6 separate regions of the Mus musculus genome follow, and regions 2, 3, 4, 5 and 6 are each linked to region 1. The links are chromatin contacts, called in public HiChIP or PLAC-seq, Micro-C and promoter capture Hi-C maps. All regions are on one chromosome and are shown on one strand. The core of a region is the stretch at or near the end of the contact, and the rest is flanking DNA. Distances in the headings are between cores, read along the strand shown.

Region 1 (3,106 bases), core at 288-2,787:
GATCTCTCACTGAACCCACAACTTATTGTTTCTGAGCTAGCTGGCTGGCCATCAAGACCTGGAATCCTCGTCCTAACTCTGTCCCATATAGTGCTAAGGTCACAGGCTCGTGGCCACACCTGGCTTTTACCTTAGTACTGAGGAATCTAAACTCTGGTAGTCATGTGTGCTCACCGGCACTCTTTAAACTTTTATGTGTATAAGTGTTTTGCCTGCGTGTATGTATGTGCACCACGCTGGGTGCCCAAAGAGGTCAGAAGAGGGCGTCTGATCCCGTGAGTTATGGGTGGTTGTGAATCATTGGGGAACTGGACTCAGAGCTGTCTTTTCTCCAGCCCCCTCCGCCAGTGCTCTTCCTGAAGAAAATGCAGAAGTCTCAGAGTGGCCCAGGGCTTCTGACAAGGGGGAAAAAAGTCACTAAATCCTTTGCCCACATTTCGGATGCTTTCCACTAGACGCAAGCACAAAACACAAAACATTACTGTATTGTGAAACAATTGGATTCGTTTTGAAAACACCTACTCCGTTAAATATTTGAAAGTAGAACAGGAAAAAAAAGATGAAATCGGTGTGTGTGTGTTAAGTTGAATTAAAGTAAAGTTGAGCTCCAAGACCAGAGATGGGCAAGCGACTTGGAAAGTCAGCTTTCCAGACTAGAAGGAGTGATGGCGAGGAAGCCTGAGCCTGGAGCTAAAGACGATCTGGTTCCCAACCCAGTGGATTTTTCCCACCATTGTGTGCTCCTCCGCCGGTTGCCAGCCCTGGGAGAGTCCCGGGGGAGCCCGGACTTAAGGCTAAAGTGGTGTCTGTAACCTTGTCATTGGGAAATGTTGTCGCAGGTTAGTTACACAGGCACTGATCGATGATGGAGGCAGCAGCAGATCAATAGATCCCATTTCCGGGGAGAATTCACCCGTGGTGACCTGCAGGGGGGCAGGTGGTTCATCAAAAGAAGGCTGGCTTGAAAGATTTAATGCTGCTCTCTTCTCCCGTCCGGGTCTTCTCTTGGAGGGAGCTGTAGGCAGTAACAGGCTGTAATAAACTACTTTTCCTTAAAGAGATCTGGGGAGATGGCAGTGGTACAAGGGACAGAAAGGTGGTCACAGATCCTCTGGGAGACCGAAAGCCAGGATGGGGGCGCGCTGGGCTCACTTTCGCTGAGCCTCCTTTCTCCAAAGCTACCCTGAGTTTGGGGACTGGGTAGAGTAGCCCTTCCAGGCCTCGCAGGGCTGAGCCCCTCGCCGTCCGTCCGAGCCCCTCCCCCGGCCCGGAGCCCCTCCCCGCGCTTCCCCTCGCCGCGCTCCCCTCCCTTCCCCTCCCCTCCCTTCCCTGCTCGCCCTGCCTCCGCCTCCTGCGCCCACAGCGCCGGCCAGCGCCGAGCCCCCAGGAGCCCGAGCGCGGCCCAGGGGCGCCGCCGGCCCCTCCCCGGCGCGCTGACAGCAGGCCCGGCCCCCGCCCCGTGCCCTCGCTGGCGGGACACACCCCCAGCCCTCCTCTGCGCCGCCAGTTCCCGCCGGCCCCACCGAGCGGCAGAGAGAGCGGGCAGGCGAGCGGAGCGCGGCGGCGCGGGAGGGAAGGGGCGCGCGGCAGGCCCACGGGAGCAGCCTGGGACGCACGGAGCCCTCGTGCCCTCCGGGACAGTCGCCTGCCCCGGAGCCTCAGCTGTAGGCGCCCGGAGCCTCGGCGGCGAGTAGCGCGTGGGGCAGGGGTGGCGTGTAACTGCAGGAACCGGGGCAACCGGAGAAGGAGCCGGAACCCGGCCGGGATGAGAAGGTGACGCCGCCGGGGGGCGCCACTCGCTTTGTGGGGACGATGCTCGCCTACTGCGTGCAAGATGCCACCGTGGTGGACGTGGAGAAGCGGAGGAGCCCCTCTAAACACTATGTGAGTACTGCTTCCACCGACCCCGGCGGGGGGCTGGCCAGTCCCGGAGATTCACGCCCCCAGGGGCAGCCTTTGACTCCAGAGTTTGTTCGCAGGGCTGTGATCTCTAGGGAAGCCTTTTCTGCCCTTCTTCCACTCCCCTGTCCCGGGTTTCTTTTTTTGGCATTGCAATTGGCAAGTGGCTGCCCTTGTCTGTTACAACGGTGAAGTCATGTGTCCGCCCGCTGCTAGGATGGTTGGTGGGGGAAGCTTTCGTCAGCCCCTTGCAGAGCATTTAGTTCCTTTGGGAAGGAGCATCTTTGCCGCGCTCCCTAGGGGAGCCGGGCACTCACGCTCATTCGGCCCGGAATGCTTTCCGTTGCTTTGACCGGAGACCCACACTTCTCTTTCTGCTTTCCACGTTTGCTGTTCTGCCTGCACCGGCTGGGGACAGAGGAAGCGCTTTGCCCCCTGCCCCCTCCACTCTTCGTTTCAAGCTTTGATTTCCTTCTTAAAACCATTGTGTTCCGCGGTGTGAGGAGAATTGTGGCTTTTCCTTTTATCCCTCCTCTGGACGTGACCCTTCGCTGGGGTCATTTCCTCGTGTAAGTGATGCTCTGACTCCAGACACGAGTAGGCAAATGTGGTCTGTGGTCTCCGAGGCACGGTTGACTGGCCCGCCGCCCCTCCCCCTTCTTTACCCAAACTTAATGAGAAGAGGCTAAGGTTGACCAGCTGGGCTTCAGAGTGTGTGACAGTACTCTTTCATCTCAGCCGGTCCTGTCTCCCAGTCCTTTACACCTTTGGAAGTAAACATTGTGTCCTTGTTGCTTTAGGATGACTTGCCGAGCTCTGCTCCTGGAGATAGAAGAGACTCACAGTAAAGAACCCAAAACACAGAAAACATGGAGACAGTAAGGGCAGCCTCTTATTTGCAAATTAGGCATTTAAAGGCGTATTTAGAATGCTCAAAGCATTAATTTTAACAATTAAAACGGGCTGTTGGTGGCTGCCCTAGATTGCACATTAGTCTCCAAAGTGCCTTCTATTTCACTGTTGGAAGGAGGCTGGGGCTGGTGGTGTAATACCAGCCGGAGGCTACTCTTTCTGTCAGGATCACAGCAGACTTGAAGGCAGAGTTCTCTGCAGTTGACTAGTGGGGCTGGACTCAGGTTGGGAAGAAGGTAAGAGTGGTCAGACCGGAGAGACGGATCTGTGGGGGGCATTCCCTGACACAGTCAGA
Region 2 (3,106 bases), core at 431-2,930, 470 kb before region 1:
CAACACTTGATCAGCAGCCTAACGATTTGTTTGCACCCAGGTTCTCCCTGTGCACCTGGCACTTACTGCAGGAATGGAAAAAATATCAAAAAAAAAAAAAAAGAATATGTTAAAGAAACTTTTGTGAACAAAAGAGATGTATTTTTCTGTTGTCGCTTCAAAAAGTATTCTATTAAAGGCAAAGAGAAAACAAAACTCTAGCTCTGACCAATGGGCAGTTGGTATCTTCTACATTGTGGCCAAGTGGGTATTTACAGGGAGATCAACATGAAGTGCTACGAGGAACTGTGACATTCCACCATTCATCTACCTAGAATGTCTGCCACATGCCGCCAAGTGCTCTGGGCTCTGCAGGTCATCAGCTTGTCCTGCAGACAACAAGTTTTCCAGGGAGGAAAACATGGAGAATGAAGAACAATGAACTGAGAAGAGGACAGTGAGAACCAGAGAAAACACAAAGCAAAGCAAAAGAATGAGGAATAAAAATGAGAGCAAGCAGAACCAAGAAGCGAAGATGGGAAGTGAAGAGTCATGAAAGAGACCAGGTAGTGGGGAGCGGTGATGTGACCACAGTCTCCCGGGACACTGAGTGATGGCAACTGGGAGCAGGGACAGTGTGGGGGGATAAGGAACGATGGGGGTGGAGCTTACAAAGGCAGAGTTGAGGTGGAGGAGATGGAATGGTGAGGAGATGCAAAGGCAGAGAGAGGACAAGAAGCAATTGGGCGGGGCACGGTTGTGCTAGGAGATGTTGGGACCGGGGCTGGTTTCATGGGTGTGGGCCCAGTCACTCACTCAAGACTTAGTACTCAGAAGACTTCTACCTTGGTTAAATTCTCTGCTGTCACAGCTTAAAAGTCTTAGTAATTTTAAAAAGCTTTTCATTTTACTCTGGAACTCACAGATTATACAGCTGATACTGGCTGGAAATGGTATATAATAGGTAAGGTGCGGGTGCACTCTGATAGATCGGTGAAGAATTTAAGTAAGACCAAGATAAATGAGAACTCTGCATGTCAAGTGATGGCAAGGATGTAGGGCTGTCGAGGTTATAGATGAGAGGGCTAATGGACAGACAGGTTACTGAAGGATGCAGAAGTCAGCCCTCATCAGTGCAGCTGAAGATGAAGTGTCCAGTAACACAGGCGAGAGACGGGGCTGCGGGATGTTAACACGGGGTCAATGAGAGCACAGGGCAATGACAATGAGCTGGAGGGCCGTGATGAAAGTGTGACAGCTGGTGATCATGTGTTAGGGGATCAGGGCGCGACAGGTGGAGAGGTTAATGAGGAAAGTAACAATGAGACATTTTCAATAACATCTCTGCTGCGGTATCAGTAATCGCCCGCAGTTCAGACTGCCAGTCACGGTCTGCGAATTCATGAAGAGAGGAGAGGTGGGACAGAGCCACGAGAGAAAAAGCGTGAGGATGCATATAGCAGGGGTGCTTGTGAAGGAGGATCAGAATTAGTGAGTGTAACAAAGGATGAGTTCCAGTAGGAAAGAGATGACAGGAAGAGAACCAAGGAGAAAAAGAGGGGCTCTGACTCCTGACCTCCGTCATCCTGACGCTGTTTGGAGGCGGCCTCAAAGGCTGCCGAGGAGATCAGAAAACTGGGCTGGAGTCTGGAGAAGGGGCTGTGCACTGCCCCCAGTGTCTAAAAGGGCGACACGTTTTTCTGATCGCCAGCCCGGGCGCCGAAATCCGGCGCTCGGTGCGTCTTCGGTCGCCTGGCAACCGCCACGCCCCCTGCCGCTGAGGCAAAGCACAGGTTCGAAAGGGGCGGAGCCCCGTAGGTCGGTACCCGGCAGTGGTCCGCAGAGAAATATGCAAATATATCCTGAAGGGGATGGAGCCAAGGAACCGTGCCCCTGAGAGGCATAGCAGAATCCCCAGACTCAAGAAACCAGTGCACTGTGAATGCATAGAGCTGGGATGGATAATCAGTCTTGTTCGTGAAATGTGGTTTTCTTTCTCTTTATCGCTAGCCCTATTTCCCAACCCTCAAATTCAGCCACAAAGATTGTTAATAAGTGCTTGTGTGCTCAGATATGTATTTTTAAAAAAAATCAATCCCATTTTCTCGTGTGTTTTTATTAGTTTGCTAATGAACGTTAGAAATATGTTCTTTTCTCACTGGGCAGCGTTCTTTTCTAGGGCCTAATTTTATTGCACTGGTGTCCGTTGCTTCAGACTTCTGCTTGGCATTTCAAATTGAAGACCCGACACATGTCATTTCCTTCCTCAAATGTTGAATAACAAGGCTGCCTCCAATTCACCAATCACCACCATAGCCATTGTTGACTGGTGTGCATTTTACGGACCTATATATAAATTCCCCTGTAGGAGATATTGATGAGCGAGGTTGTGCATAGGGGAATCCTAGGGGACATCATATTAGAACACGCATGTGTGTTCTGCAAAAGAAATCTCACCGAAGGGCCACTGGGGCTAAGACAACCTCTCCTCTCCTTTTCCATGTCCCTATTGTAAGATGTATTCTTCCACTTCACCCACTACACATAGGCAAAAGCTCTGTTCCGTAGCAACTCGTGAACCTAAGACGCAGTGACCACGTGACTATCCGAAGCGTGTACCTTTTCCTGCCTAAAAGTGGACTCTGCTTTCCAACAGCAAAGGTGCAATCCCTTAATGGCACTGCCCTATATATGTTGTACCACAGCGAATGTCCCAGGTTCTGCACCCATCCGGCGTTTACTGAGCATCAAGCAAGGGCTAGACAAACATTAGTTCATCTAATTAGGCAATTTTCAAATTCTGTCAATGGGCTGGAAGAAGCAGAGGCACATTTTGCTTTTACTTTCGCTTCCTCCACTGAAGAAATTGAGCATTTTTCTTCCTATGAACACGAGCTGCTCTGGGCCTCCCTTCTGTGAGCTTCCCTGTTCATAACCTTTGCCAACATTTTTATCCCTGTAAATATTTATTGAAATTTCAAAGAATAAAAATAATAAAATGACATAGGAAAATTTTACTTTTCTTTATTTGGACGTTTCAATAACATTCCTTTGGGGAATGCTTAAGTAGGTCTTTTTAATTTTTATAGTAATACATACATATTTTTATAGTAATATTTAGAAATCT
Region 3 (3,106 bases), core at 331-2,830, 400 kb before region 1:
CTCCTTGGGCCAGATGAGGGAAAGGGTTCTACTCTCACAGCTGCCTTTATTCAGGGCTTGCAAGGAGCAAGGACCATAGGGAAGCTCATGTCCCAATGGCGTTAACGTTGGGACATATGAAATGAGGTGACTGAAGTGACCACAGGAGGACCTTCCCATCCAGGTCAGGAAAACTGGGTCAGAGGAGACCTTCTTTTAAAGTGCTTGTTTTCTTATCCCTGTGTCTTTAATGACATGTGTGACACATTTATACACCCTGATAATAATATTTGAATAGTCAAAAAGCAAAATTTCAAGAGTCTGACATCAAAGTTTGTAAACGCGTGCAAAAGCAGCAACATCGCCTGCCGAAACCAAACCATGATAGGGATAGGACAGGGACGTGCCCAGAATTATTGCCAGGACCTTTTTTGGATATCAAGTTCCACGGATGCTCAACAACTTTATATAAAATGGCGAAGCATTTGCAACTCACCTACCCACACACTCCTAGACACATCAAACCACCTCTAGATGACTTAGAATAGCCAACACAAGGTAAACGTTGTTACACTGCATTGCTTAGGGGATACTGACATGAGAAGTCTGAATATACTCAGTTCGGATGTAATTTTTCTTTTCTAGTCTAATTAAATTGGAATGATGTGGAATCCATTGATAACAGATGATATTATTCTGTCTTGGCTTAATCTCTAAATGTAAGAGCTCTTAGGAAAAGGAACTTTATAGATATATAAACTTATCTAAAGAGCAGTCTTTTTTACAACAAACATAGGCTACATTTGAATCGCTCCACCTTTTAGTAGCTGGGTTACTTTGGGCTAATAATCAAAAGCTCCAACAACCCTGATTTTCTAACACACTGGCGTTCTAATCTGTAATGCGGAGGTAAGAGTACCATGTGGTTTAGGGAAGTGTTATTAGGATCAGTATGGCAAGCATCTAATACTTAGCATGTGTCTGTCATCTAGCAAGGACTTAACATTAGCTGTTATTGTGATTACTATTATTTGAACGTAGCAGGGACGATTTTCGTAGCCTTCAAAAGACAGGCAGTCTCAGAAACGAAATTCTCCTGCCTGTCTGTGTCATCAACTAGTTAAGCCGAACTGAGGTACGAAACTCCAGATCTGTGGAACTCTGCGTGCCTGTCTTCGTCCAAACTGGAAAATTAATTTCAATGACAGGTTTCTGGCTTAAAGAAAACTCAATAATCTAAAACTATTGACTATTCTTTCTTCCTTACGATTTCTTTACCCTATTGCTATATTCTAGGCTCCCTTACACATTTTTAGTGAAATTTTTTATAAAAAGAAAAAGAAAGAAACATTAGCTATGGTTAAACATTTGGGTTTTCTTTTAAAATGTAACTGCAAAATTAAAAGTTGGCGATCCTATTCTGAAAAGCCCAGATTTTACAAGTCCCCCAAAGTTCAGAATTGACCTCAAAATCCTTTTCCCTTCCGACACAGCGCAGGTGAGGCCGAACCCCCCAGTGGCGGTGGCAGAAAAAGCATCTCAGAGCAACCTTCGGGCGGCTATGGCTCCAACCCGGAGTTGGGACGCCCGGCGGCCGACGCGGAGGCGGGCCCGCCCCTTCTCACGGTGCTACCCCGCAATTGGCCGCCGAGCCCTGCGCTCCAGCCAATACCTGGCTCGTCTGGAAGAGCGAGCCAATAGGCGACCGCGTTATAGCAGCTTGCTCGAGAAACGAGGGTCAGGCCGGAAATCTATGGCTACCTAAAGAGGAAGTCGGTAGCAGGCGGTTCCTCTCAGCCGCTGGTCTCACATCCTACTGGGAATCCGCGAGGAACCGCCAGGGCCTGCCCGGGGGCTGGGGGCCGGCGGCACAGATGGCTCCGCTCGGAGTAGGACGCTAGTTGTCCCGTTTGTGAAGTCAGCCAATCCCTGCCTCCCCAGGGTGCGGGCCCCCCATCACCGTGAAGCTAAACCCTAAATGCGGCGCTGAGCTTTGCCAGTTTTGGCGCCCTTAACGAATCACCCCCGTGGTTGTCGCAGGCAAGCCAGAAAACAACTACAGAAAACCTGGCGGTCGGTGGGTTGCCATTCTTAAGGGCATTCATTGTCCTCCAGATCCTTCTGCCAACATCTTAAGACCTCACTTAACATCTGGACCAGACTCACCATCCCTAGAATGGAGTGAGGTTCCCAGACTACCTGTCTTATGGAAGTGATAGAAGTATTAAGATTAACCTTTCCCATTGGGAGATTTCATCCATTACTTATTCAGTCTTATATACTGAACTGGCTAGTGTGATTTTAACGGTATTGCATGTGGCACACCTATAGAAGACAGAACTATATCTGCCTTGTTTGGAAGGAAGGATTTGAAAGGGCTAGAAGTAGGAGCTAGTGAGATCGTTTGGTGGTTGTTTGCTGCTCTTCCAGAAGGGAGATTCGTTTCCTATCACCCCACAGCCTCTGCCGGTATCACCAGCTCCAAGGGATCCCGTGCACGCACACACACACACACACACACACACATTTTTTAAGAAATTAGGAACTGAGAGCTCAAGCAAGAGGCTACCCCAGTCATGTTGACCTGAGGTGGTTTGGACTCAGTTTTCGATGCTCACAAGAGGAATAAGAGATTTAATGATGGAAAGTATGGGGAAATCACAGTTTTCAGACATGAGTAATCAAAAACTTGACATTTTTCTTGATATCCAAATCTAGATGTCTGTATCAAACCAGAGGTGATGGCCTTGGGGATGGCAGTGAAGACTGTTAGGACCATTAGATCAGATTGTTCTGAAATAGAAATACAGGAGTGGGGCCCTGGGGGGCACCGCTTAGGCCAGAAGGTCAAATTATGAGAAAGGAGCCAGTGAGAATACTGGACAAAATAAGCATGATATTCAATCAGTGAGGGGAAACAGCATTTGCTGAGGGCTCTTGCCCTTCAGAGCCCATAATCACAGGCCTCGGGGCTGTCCTGTAGGTAGAGATTTAAGTACTCGCGGTAGGTCTTGGCATCAATTTTGTGAGAGGATGCCACAGGGTCTTGCTGCATGGCCGCCATCCAGAGCTTGAGCTTGGGGGTGTGGGCTAGACACCTGTGGGAAGACAAGATGAGAGCTGTGAG
Region 4 (3,106 bases), core at 434-2,933, 330 kb before region 1:
TTCCAGGTATGACCAGCGAGGAATCTTTCTGTTAGTTGGTACAGAGGAAGGAAACATCTTTGTCATCGATGCCAGACCCTCAAAGTCATTTCAAATTTTTGGATTCACTGGTATGATGCAGGATGTTTGTGAGTTTAAAATTTAGATCACTTTATGCCAAATAGTTGAAAGCTAAAAATTTGAATTATATCAAAACAATTACGTATGTTGCATTTTCCTGAAAAAGAAAATTTTAAATAGAAGTTAAATTTCTATATTCTATTTAGAGAAATTGAGAGGATTAGAGTTGTCTAGTATGTAACTAATGCTAAAACAACAACAACAACAACCCTTGTATCAACTATTGAATTAGATAAAGGTCCGAACATTTTGATATTACAAGAGGAGGAACAGATGGCTTACAACCGTAATAGTTTTAAAAACTTTTTACCTCTGACCTCTGTTTAATAATTAATTTTTCTCCATACCTTTAGTCCCAAATGTGTGTGTGTGTTCTCCAAGATATATTTATAAACTCATTCATTTATTTATTTTAAAAAAATTTACTAAGTACAAAATGTTGAATATGGGCCAGGGCGGGAGGCATGGGAAAGCCAAGGAAACAATGTCGTGCTATGTAATTCCTCAGGTGAAGGGGTAGGAGTGGATGGAGCTGAGTGGATGGAGGCGTCCCAGCTGAGGGTGCCAAAAATGGAAGGCGACTACATTCCAAGGGAAGTGATGACTCAGATCCTTAACACATGTGCAGGATGGGGTGCGCACATTAGTGCTACAACTCAAGGCTTCCTAGGACTGACATAAGAACCAAGTGGAAGATTTGGGCAGATAGCCATGACATTGTGTCTTCTTGGGCCACCGGCTTCCACACGGTCAAGACAGTGACCTAACGGCTCACTGGGGCCAAAGAGCAACCCAGTCTGTAACTTGGATGGCTCTTGATGTGGTAGAGCCGGGGGCTGACAGCAGAGAGGCTGCTGTGCTGCTTGAATATTCAGTTTGTAACTAATGAGGTTGGGTGGAGGTTGGCCTGTTGCTATATACTGTAATGCTAAGTTCTGTCCGGGAGGGTCTAGGCCTTGATGTAAGTTCTTAAGGTGACCCGCACCAGCTTTTGTTGTGCAAACCTTCTTTCCTAATTTAAAACTATTAGTTAAATAGAAACTGCTAGAGCCAACTACTAGAAGAATTAGAGACAGGTAGGGTTTTTTAGTTACCTAGTTGAGAGGGGCAGAAAGCGAGAAAGAGAAGAGAGAGGACAGGGTAGATACCATGAGAAGAGAGCAGGAGAAACAGCAAGTATCTGGCTACTGGAGAGGTAGCCAGGGCAGCAGTTAGAAGCATAGATTACGGGTTACCTCCCAGTAACTGTCAAAGCCAAATTTAAAAACAAAAACAAAAACAAACAGCCGGGGCGGTGGTGGCGCACGCCTTTAATCTCAGCACTCGGGAGGCAGAGGCAGGCGGATTTCTGAGTTTGAGGCCAGCCTGGTCTACACAGTGAGTTCCAGGACAGCCAAGGCTACACAGAGAAACCCTGTCTCGAAAAAACAAAACAAAACAAAAACCATAATCTGAATCGCAATTTTTCTTAAGCTAGTCGGGATAAGCTTTAATTGATTGTACAGCAAGGTTGGCCTGGAGATGGGAGGGGCGAAGCTGGGAACCCTCAGCTCTCACCGAAACCACAGGCAGAGTATGTAGCAGTGAAGAAAGCCACGGAGGTTCCAAGTAGTGAGGGGCCTGCATCATCCCTTCCAGAAACAGCTCGAGAAAGACAGACTGGGTGAGAGTCCCGCCAGGCAGGCAGGCAGGCAGGCAGGCATAGGCCACGCTGGTCAGTTAGCAGGTGTTCCCTGAGAGACCGGTGGGCCATGGAGGGCACATGTGCAAAAGCCGAGCCAGCACTGGACAAGATGACATGGGAAACTCAGCCTGAGTGAGAGAGGTTTGTGTGCCAGCTGTCCAGGGCAAAGAGAAGGAGGAGGGTCCCAGCCTCTTGTGGGAAGAAGAGAGAACATCAAAGAGAATACAAGGAGACAAAAGGCAGCGAGTGGAGGTGTGTCGTCTCAATGGGCTCAAAGTCACAGACGGGAACCCCACATCCTGCCAGTGCTAGAAAATAGAGGGAGATGATGGAGTGAACAGGAAAGAAATGAGGAAACAGAGTAAGGTCCAGGATTTTCTGAGATGGCCCCTGTCTCCCTTGTTAAGGAAGCCAAGCCGCAGAGTGCCTTGGTGGGAGGCAGGGAACAGAAGCACTGTTCAGAGTTGGGTGAGAGGTAAACGTGGCATAGCGCAAGTCACTGAGCAGGATTTCCCAAGGGTCAGACTCAGCATCGGGGGCATTTCCACTACCTACGTAATGATGCCAAGAACATCCGTGTCTAAGGTCACCCAGTGTGAGAGCCCTGGAACCGGCCGGTGCCCAGATGGGAGCCAGGACATGAGCACCCAGGGTACAGGTGGGAAGAACAAAGGTGGCCGGCTCCGGAAGGCATCCCTGTTGGAACATAGGCATGACCAAACCCACATGGCTGGAAAATCAGAAATCTCCCCTATCAGTTTATCAAACAGGTCCCATAACTCGTGCTTACAGGTCACTGTAAAAGTCAGCCAATGGGCTGGTGAGATGGCTCAGTGGGTAAGAGCACCCGACTGCTCTACCGAAGGTCTGAAGTTCAAATCCCAGCAACCACATGGTGGCTCACAACCATCTGTAATGAGATCTGATGCCCTCTTCTGGTGCATCTGAAGACAGCTACAGTGTACTTACATATAATAAATAAATAAATAAATAAATAAATAAATAAATAAATAAATAAATAAATCTTTAAAAAAAAAAAAAGTCAGCCAATAAAATTTGCTACTTAAGACTGAGTGAAGCAGTGTCTCCATTTTGACACACTTAAATACAACTCTGTGTGTGTGTGTGTGTGTGTGTGTGTGTGTGTGTGTGTTTAAAATATTCAATATTAACAAAGGATCATGCTGAGAATTTGAGGAAAGTAGTCTCTCTCCTGTCTTAGTTAGAATGATGCAGGGCTCTTTAACACAGTCAATCCCCATTCACTTTCAGAGACGGGCAAGGACATCCTGCAGATATCCA
Region 5 (3,106 bases), core at 421-2,920, 330 kb after region 1:
CCCCGAAGCTGGGCCTCCGCTCAAGTCCCGGGATGAGCTGGCCAGCATCCCACCCACACCTGATGCAAACTGCAAGAGGTTTTATTATCAGCTAGCTGAGGACGAACTCCTCGAGCAATGCAGGGCAGGGAAGTAACAGTAGGGGGCTTTTAACAGCTAGCCAAGGAATTGGGAGGAGTTGGGAGGAGAGTTCTTCTCTGCCGATGTCCTTGGTAAAATTACAAGTATCGCATCTCTGGCTGTAAGGCTCAGAAACAAAAAGGCTTTTTGCTGGCTATAGAGAACAAAGAGCTTCTTTCTGGCTGTATTTTTAGAGATCAGGGAAAACAAGCTTGGGGAACAGCCAGGGGCTTTACCTTCCAGGGAGAAACATTCTAAGTCGGGGTCTCACACACCATGCGTAAAAGCGTGTGGCACGCAGCAGACACTTGGAGCTGTGTGGTTAAGGTGCTCATTCCTTTCGGAACTCATGACTGCTTGCTCTCCTCTCCCCTGAACCCGACCAAGGGATGGGACAGGACAGGAATACTTAGCTGCTGTCTTGTCCAAGAAAAGAAAGTAGAAGTGCAGACAGTTTCTTGTTTCCTGGCCCCATCTTCCAGCCCCTTGGCCTGCCTATCTCAGAGCCCACCTCCACTCTCAGCTGGGACCCAGGTGCCACAGGGAACAGGAAGTTGAACTTAACCCCAGATCCGAATAAAGGGACCAAATGAATACAGACCAAGTGTGTGTGTGTGTGTGTGTGTGTGTGTGTGTGTGTGTGTGTGTGCACGCGTGCACTTGCAGGGTGGGGTGGGGCACCCACAGGGGATAAGGTGCCAGAAAGTGCTCAGAGGAACAGACGTGAGGGAAGCTTTGGTGAGACCTAACTCCAGAGTGGTGGGAGCTCAGGCAAGTCCCCCACCCTGTAAAGTGCTTCTTGGAAAGGCACGGGTACCGATTGCTCTCCATTTATCCCTGCTACACAGACAAGCCAGACTCAGGAGGGTGTGGCTTGTCCCTGCTCAGTGTGAATCCCACTGTCCCAGCCCTGGAGAGCTGATGGCCGTGAAGGCTATCTCTCCCAATCTTAGGAGCCACTGAGGCCATCTTGACACTCTCCCTGTCAGTGGACTTGACTCATGACTTGTGAGCTCCCAGAGACGACTCTAGGGGCAGGCGGTGCAGTTTAAGAGATCCTGTCTCCCTTTAATTTCTACCTAAGACCAGCCTCTGCCTTAGGAGTTCTAGATACCCAGATGGGGACAGTACCTAGGAGTTAGATGGACTATGATGGGAAGGTCCTCTTCTGGGGATGGCAGGTACAGGCAAAGGCAGGATGCGCAGAGAGAGGAGGGGAGGAGGGGACCAGGGTCTTGACCAGGAGTTTGCAATCTGGAGCATCACCATCAATCCTGAACACCCACCTCTCCCCTGACTCTGCAGGGAACTCCTCCCGCAGCTTCTGCCAGGTGGGTGTCAAGTACGGGGGATGTTCTTCTAACTGGCCTGGAGGGCAAGCCTAGGCAAGATCTCCTTGAGGGCCCTGCCTGGCAACTGCCTAGACCTTCCCAGATGGCCCCCGAGGGGTGCTCAGGGTAGAGTCAAGGCAGGGCCAGTAGGGCCAGCCACAGCGGGCCCAGAGGCGGGCTGGGACAGGACGCAGCATCGGAGACCGCTTCTCCACTTCCTCTGTTTCTGCCTCGCGCCGCCCTCAGCAGCCCTCCCTCTTCTGCCTGGCGCCAGGAGGCTGTTTTTCCATTCTCTGGCTAGAAAGTTCCACGCCACTGTTTCTTTCTCTCTCTTTTCTGGAGTTAAATTTGTCTGCAGATGCCTGCACTTCATCTGTAGACGCCTCCAGTTAAGTTTGTTTGTAACTGGGCCCAAAGCTCCGTTGCGTTGCGTTCAAACGCTGGGCCCGGATCCTACGCGGACCTGGGTGCAAAAGCAAAGCCGGCAGTGAACCCCGTGAGGCCACTTTGCCTCGCGGTCAGGAGCACCTTCCCAGTGTCTGCGGGAGCCCACACTGCTGTCAATCCATCAGGAATCCAAGGCCACGGGGGCCTGCAACCAGCCCTAGGTAAGGAGGGGCCCTTTCCTGGAGTGTGCAGCTGTTAAAGGAGCCGGCAGCCTCTAGAGACTATCTGGAGGGAACTCCGGGAAGAACACGGAAATGATGCTTCCCCCACCCCCAGCTGTCTGTCTCCTGTCCTTGGGAAGAGCCCCCCCCCCCCCCATGATAATCTCAGAGGATGGCCGGGTCCCAGCTCTGCTCCATCCCTATGCTATCTGTCAGGCACTGTGTTCCCCATGTGAGGGTGGGTTTAGGATCCCAAGACCACCCCAAGGAGCAAATGGGTGCCTAGCAGCCAAGAAGGGAGGGAGGGAGAAGATGGAGTTGCCTGTTAGCCTGTTTATGGCCAGCAACAGGACAAAGTTCTTTCCTTGTGGGATTATTTAGAAGCTCTGGGCTCTGAACCGGGGAGTCAGACAGTCCTCCCTCCTCCCAGAGCCCACATGGCTCTGCCTGTGCCAGATGGCATCCTCGGCAGAGGCGGCAACAGGAAAAGAGAAGTGAATATAACCCAGAAAGACTTAGCACAGGCTTCCCCTATCTCTCTCCACAGCCTGACCTCTCTCCACTCACAGGCTTCATCTGGCTTGGAGAGCTGTTTCTTTTGGTGTCCCCCCCACCGCACCCCACCCCACCCAGTGCCTGTTCTCCTGATGGGGGTGGACATGGGGCCACACCCTGACTGTCTCTCTGGCTGTATGGGTGGAGTCTGGGAAGGGAATTGGGGCTAAACTTCCAAAGAGCCTGAGGCCATGGCCTCTTCTGGCACAGAGCCATCTCTGCTGAGGTCATGAAGCAGAAGAGGGCAGATAAGTACAGCGAGCCTGAAACCCCGCTGAAGCTACCTGTGGCTCCTTGGGGCAGAGATTCTGCAGGCTGCTGCATGGAGAAAGCAATAAGGAGAGCAAGGTCTGGAGGCCATGAACAGAGGGAGCTAGTTTAGCTCTGACACATTGTGTCCACTTTCTAAGTATTCTCAAGTCATGGTCAAAATCTCAGCTGGCTCCTCTGGATTTGTCTGGCCTCAGGCAAGACACCCTGTCCCCTTGATTT
Region 6 (3,106 bases), core at 303-2,802, 290 kb after region 1:
ATAAAGATGAAAAAAAAAAAAATCAGCTTTCCAGAGAGAATTAGCTGGGTCCAGGCGCCCAGGAAACCAAGCAGCATCTTCCAAAGGTCAGAGACATGTTGGAAGCTGGAAGGCCTGGGGCAGAGCCTCGGGCCTCCCCCAGAGGGTGCTGGATGGGCCATAGACAGCAAACCCTCCCGATAACGTTCCATCTGTTTGGAAGCTCCCTTCCCCTCTTTCTAGGGTTCAGACCAGATACTTTGTCTTTGGATGCACAAAACAAACAAACAAACAAATAAACAAACAAAACCAAACAACCTGACTCAGACGGTGCAAAAGATCACCCACTTGCAAAGACCCCGGGAGCACGCGTCTGCCCTTCTAGTCCTGAATCTCTAAGACCCTCTGCTTGGAAATGCAACTAGTGCTTCCAGCGGGATCTCCCCCAGCCCTAGGCAAATGCAAAAAAGACCACAATGACTCTCTTGGGAGGCTCATCTGGAAAAACCTAGGTTTCCCTCCACACTGCCCTATCCAGCCGGCAAATGTTTTTCCCACCTCTTCTCACCGCTTAGCATCACTGGAGGGGACTCCAGTGACGTTGCCAGGGCAGATAAGGAGAATTGCGCAGACCCCCACCGACCGCCATCCTCCCTCATCTCCACCATCAGCACCGGTCAGCTGCCACCACAGCCCACCTCCACTGTCAGAAGCGCCTCTCCCGCCCTCCAAATGCACACAACAGGTGGCACCTGCCGGTCGTCCCCAACCGCACCCCTGCCCACCACTCCACCTGCGCCGCAACCCTCCCTGCAATTGCTCCCCGGTCAGCGAAGCCTACCTTTGAGGTTCTGGGGGTGGCCCCGCGACGCGCGGCTCGGGTTTCCTCGCTGCAGAGAGGAGACACTGGAGAAGTTGTTACCCATGGCATCGGCCCCCCGGGGGTGCTCCGGCGGGAGCCAGGCAAGGCTGGGCAGGAGCGGAGGAAAGGTGTGCAAGTGTGTGCGCGCGCGGGTGCGCGCTGCCAGGGGAGGGCCCTGGCGGGGCTGCGACCGGGGGCGGGCGGTTTGCTGTCTCCGGCTCTCCCTGGGCTTGGCGGTCTTCGCTCGGCGGGTCCTGCCCGCCGTGGGGGTCCTCGCGCCACCCGGCTACCGGGCTCCCATGCCCCGCGCCCGGGGCGGCCCGGCCCCTGGGCCCCGGCCCGCGGCGCGAGCCGCTGCGCTCTGCCTGGTGCTGGAGCTCGGATTCCGGCTGCGGGTGGGCGGCGCAGCGGCGGCGCGCTCCCCGCGGGCCATAGAGTCGGGGCTCGGCGCGCGGCTGCTCGGAGGCTCGTCGGCGGGCTCGGTCCCCGCCCGCGGGGACGGCCGCGGCGACGTGCGTGGCGCCCTCCCGCCCGCGGGTGAGCTTGCAGCGCCCGGCTCGTGTGGACCGCCCCCGCTCCCGCCAGGTCCCTCCCGAGGCCGCCGCCCCCAACCCCCGCCCTAGCGTCGCCAGGACTCCGGGGCTCCGGTTGTTATGGCGACAGCTGCGCAGGTTAATGAGCGTCTTAGTGACACGCGCGCGCCCGCTCTGCCAGATGTGGGTCTCGGGGCGCGCCGCGTTCCCGCTGGCTATAAGTTCTCGAAGGCGCGCGGGACCCAGGGTTGGGGGCGGCACTGCTCCGGACCTGACGTCAGGAATAGATGGGAGCTTCGGAGGTTGAGCGTCTCCCTGTCCTGGGACATAGAACCTGAAAACAAGAGGAAGAGGACCGCCACAACGCTGGGAGCCCCGGAGCCAGGGCGTGGCGAGGTAGCCCTAATGGAGGCTCCCTAGCACGGGATTCAGGGCCTGGCACGTGTTAAAACGCTCAGGAGTGAGTGGATAATGAATTAAGACAATTGAGATCAGGAATACAGTCACCTCCCCTTCGCTGTAGTTGGAACTTCCAATCAGAACCCCAGTCAGACCATTTCCTGACTGTTCAAACATCCTTTGCATGTTCAAGAACGGAGAACCACAAGACCAGAAGCAAGCCGATGGGACCCAGCTCAGGTACAAACCATGAGAGAGATATCGGTTCCAAGTTGAATTATTCTGTCAGCTGGAAAACTAAGAGATTGGGGAAGGGATAGAGGGGGTGCTATAGCCTATAGTAGACCAAGGTGGCTTCCTCGAGGAAGGGGGCAGTCTGTAAATGTCCTGTTCACGTGACTCTTCCATCTGTGTAGCTCAGCACTGCTACCTGCAGGAGGGACCAGGAAGTCATCTTGGATCTGGGGCGGTTATTTCTCCCAGTGTATCATGGGGGAGAAGACAGTCCGTCTGTCCATCTCACACCTTCATCAGCCTTGCTGCTTCTCGGGGCCATCGCTCACTCTAACCGGACTTTCCCAACTCGGATCCAGAGTGAGCCCTGGGTCATGAGTGGGACACAGACATCTCCTCCATCCTTTTCTGGAAGTTTCTCCATAGGACCCATCCTCAATGTGTAGGCACAGCTCTTTCCTGACCACCCCAGCTAAGCATCTCTGCCTCTCTCTATCATTCTCCATAGGGTCATCCCATTCTCTTCGTGGCTTTTATATGACTTTGCCTAAAAGTAGCCTTTTCTGCTTGGTTAGATTCGGCTTCTCTTGATAGAGAATAAGCTTGCTGAGGGGAGAGTCGGCCAGCCACTTTCCTCACAGTGTTCTAGCTCCCAGGGCAGGGACATGCGGATTCTCAGAAGTATTTGTACAGTGAATGGATCCCCATGCCTGCCAGCAGTAAAATCCTACTGTGATCTTTAGACATCATCTCTGATCCCCTTTAGCCCCCTGTCCTGCCTTTTACTCTCCTCTGATTGCACATGTTATATCCTTAAGTTTCAGAGACTCCAGGCAAGCTAGAAATACCTGTGAAAGGTATGCTCTGGTGTTTGAGGAGAAAGACAACCAGGCCCCCAGTCCCAGCCCCAGCCCCAAGCCTCTGGGGTGCCTGGGATCAGGTGCTGACTGGCTACAGAATGGTCAGGGACTGGTGTCTTATTTATAGGCGGTGTCTTCCCAACACTTATTCCCCAAATGATGATTCATTTGTCAGCAATCTGTGGGCTCTTAACAGCTACATACATAAAGCACACACACACACACACACACACACAGAG

What was found. Promoter capture Hi-C pulls out the DNA fragments that hold promoters and counts their contacts. HiChIP or PLAC-seq counts read pairs in DNA pulled down with a chosen protein or histone mark. Hi-C and Micro-C count contacts between places; a contact is called where the count stands out from the background.
Region 2: a contact with region 1 is called in an HNF4G HiChIP or PLAC-seq map of pancreatic cancer cells. The contact joins the promoter of Cfap58 here to the promoter of Sh3pxd2a in region 1. A contact is called at or near these places in 6 of 39 promoter capture datasets (the 3T3-L1 cell line, the C10 cell line, cranial neural crest and 2 more), 1 of 115 datasets of contacts at active chromatin or transcription factors (pancreatic cancer cells) and 1 of 9 other capture datasets (adipose tissue).
Region 3: a contact with region 1 is called in a CTCF HiChIP or PLAC-seq map of the NIH/3T3 cell line, with 6 read pairs. The contact joins the promoter of Gsto2 here to the promoter of Sh3pxd2a in region 1. A contact is called at or near these places in 7 of 39 promoter capture datasets (the 3T3-L1 cell line, the C10 cell line, cranial neural crest and 3 more), 1 of 15 datasets of contacts at CTCF or cohesin (the NIH/3T3 cell line), 4 of 115 datasets of contacts at active chromatin or transcription factors (the NIH/3T3 cell line, embryonic forebrain, embryonic hindbrain and 1 more) and 2 of 9 other capture datasets (adipose tissue and liver).
Region 4: a contact with region 1 is called in an H3K4me3 HiChIP or PLAC-seq map of embryonic stem cells, with 2.7 times the contacts expected there. The contact joins the enhancer-like site here to the promoter of Sh3pxd2a in region 1. A contact is called at or near these places in 6 of 39 promoter capture datasets (HPC-7-derived erythroid cells, cranial neural crest, hematopoietic stem and progenitor cells and 3 more), 2 of 115 datasets of contacts at active chromatin or transcription factors (embryonic basal ganglia and embryonic stem cells) and 1 of 9 other capture datasets (liver).
Region 5: a contact with region 1 is called in a promoter capture Hi-C map of the C10 cell line, with 2.0 times the contacts expected there. The contact joins the promoter of Calhm2 here to the promoter of Sh3pxd2a in region 1. A contact is called at or near these places in 6 of 39 promoter capture datasets (the C10 cell line, cranial neural crest, liver and 1 more), 2 of 484 Hi-C or Micro-C datasets (B cells and embryonic stem cells), 1 of 115 datasets of contacts at active chromatin or transcription factors (microglia) and 1 of 9 other capture datasets (pancreatic islet).
Region 6: a Micro-C map of embryonic stem cells shows a contact between it and region 1, with 1.7 times the contacts expected there. The contact joins the promoter of Neurl1a here to the promoter of Sh3pxd2a in region 1. A contact is called at or near these places in 8 of 39 promoter capture datasets (the 3T3-L1 cell line, the C10 cell line, cranial neural crest and 3 more), 1 of 15 datasets of contacts at CTCF or cohesin (embryonic stem cells), 5 of 484 Hi-C or Micro-C datasets (the C10 cell line, embryonic fibroblasts and embryonic stem cells), 3 of 115 datasets of contacts at active chromatin or transcription factors (embryonic stem cells, microglia and pancreatic cancer cells) and 1 of 9 other capture datasets (macrophages).

Annotation. Positions count from the first base shown.
Region 1 is chr19:47,462,842-47,465,947 of GRCm38.p6, reverse strand. It overlaps Sh3pxd2a (SH3 and PX domains 2A), which reads left to right and starts at 1,537. Exons shown (of 15, transcript NM_008018.4): 1 at 1,537-1,884. The coding sequence starts at 1,813.
Region 2 is chr19:47,936,286-47,939,391 of GRCm38.p6, reverse strand. It overlaps Cfap58 (cilia and flagella associated protein 58), which reads right to left and starts at 1,680. Exons shown (of 18, transcript NM_001163267.1): 1 at 1,556-1,680. The coding sequence starts at 1,564.
Region 3 is chr19:47,864,268-47,867,373 of GRCm38.p6, reverse strand. It overlaps Gsto2 (glutathione S-transferase omega 2), which reads right to left and starts at 1,580. Exons shown (of 9, transcript NM_026619.2): 1 at 1,445-1,580. It overlaps Gsto1 (glutathione S-transferase omega 1), which reads right to left. Exons shown (of 6, transcript NM_010362.3): 6 at 2,584-3,077. The coding sequence ends at 2,924.
Region 4 is chr19:47,788,423-47,791,528 of GRCm38.p6, reverse strand. Cfap43 (cilia and flagella associated protein 43) reads left to right here. Exons shown (of 38, transcript NM_027559.2): 12 at 7-110; 13 at 3,077-3,106. Among named protein-coding and RNA genes, the nearest start is that of Mir8090, 35 kb to the right of the region's middle. Within about 2 kb of position 1,683, at least 6 of the 459 cell types and tissues checked have an H3K27ac peak or open chromatin away from gene starts, as enhancers often do. A contact at or near this core is called in embryonic stem cells, where this site is marked.
Region 5 is chr19:47,136,858-47,139,963 of GRCm38.p6, reverse strand. Calhm2 (calcium homeostasis modulator family member 2) reads left to right here and starts at 1,670. Exons shown (of 3, transcript NM_133746.5): 1 at 1,670-2,059.
Region 6 is chr19:47,177,266-47,180,371 of GRCm38.p6, reverse strand. It overlaps Neurl1a (neuralized E3 ubiquitin protein ligase 1A), which reads right to left and starts at 1,552. Exons shown (of 6, transcript NM_021360.4): 1 at 821-1,552. The coding sequence starts at 905.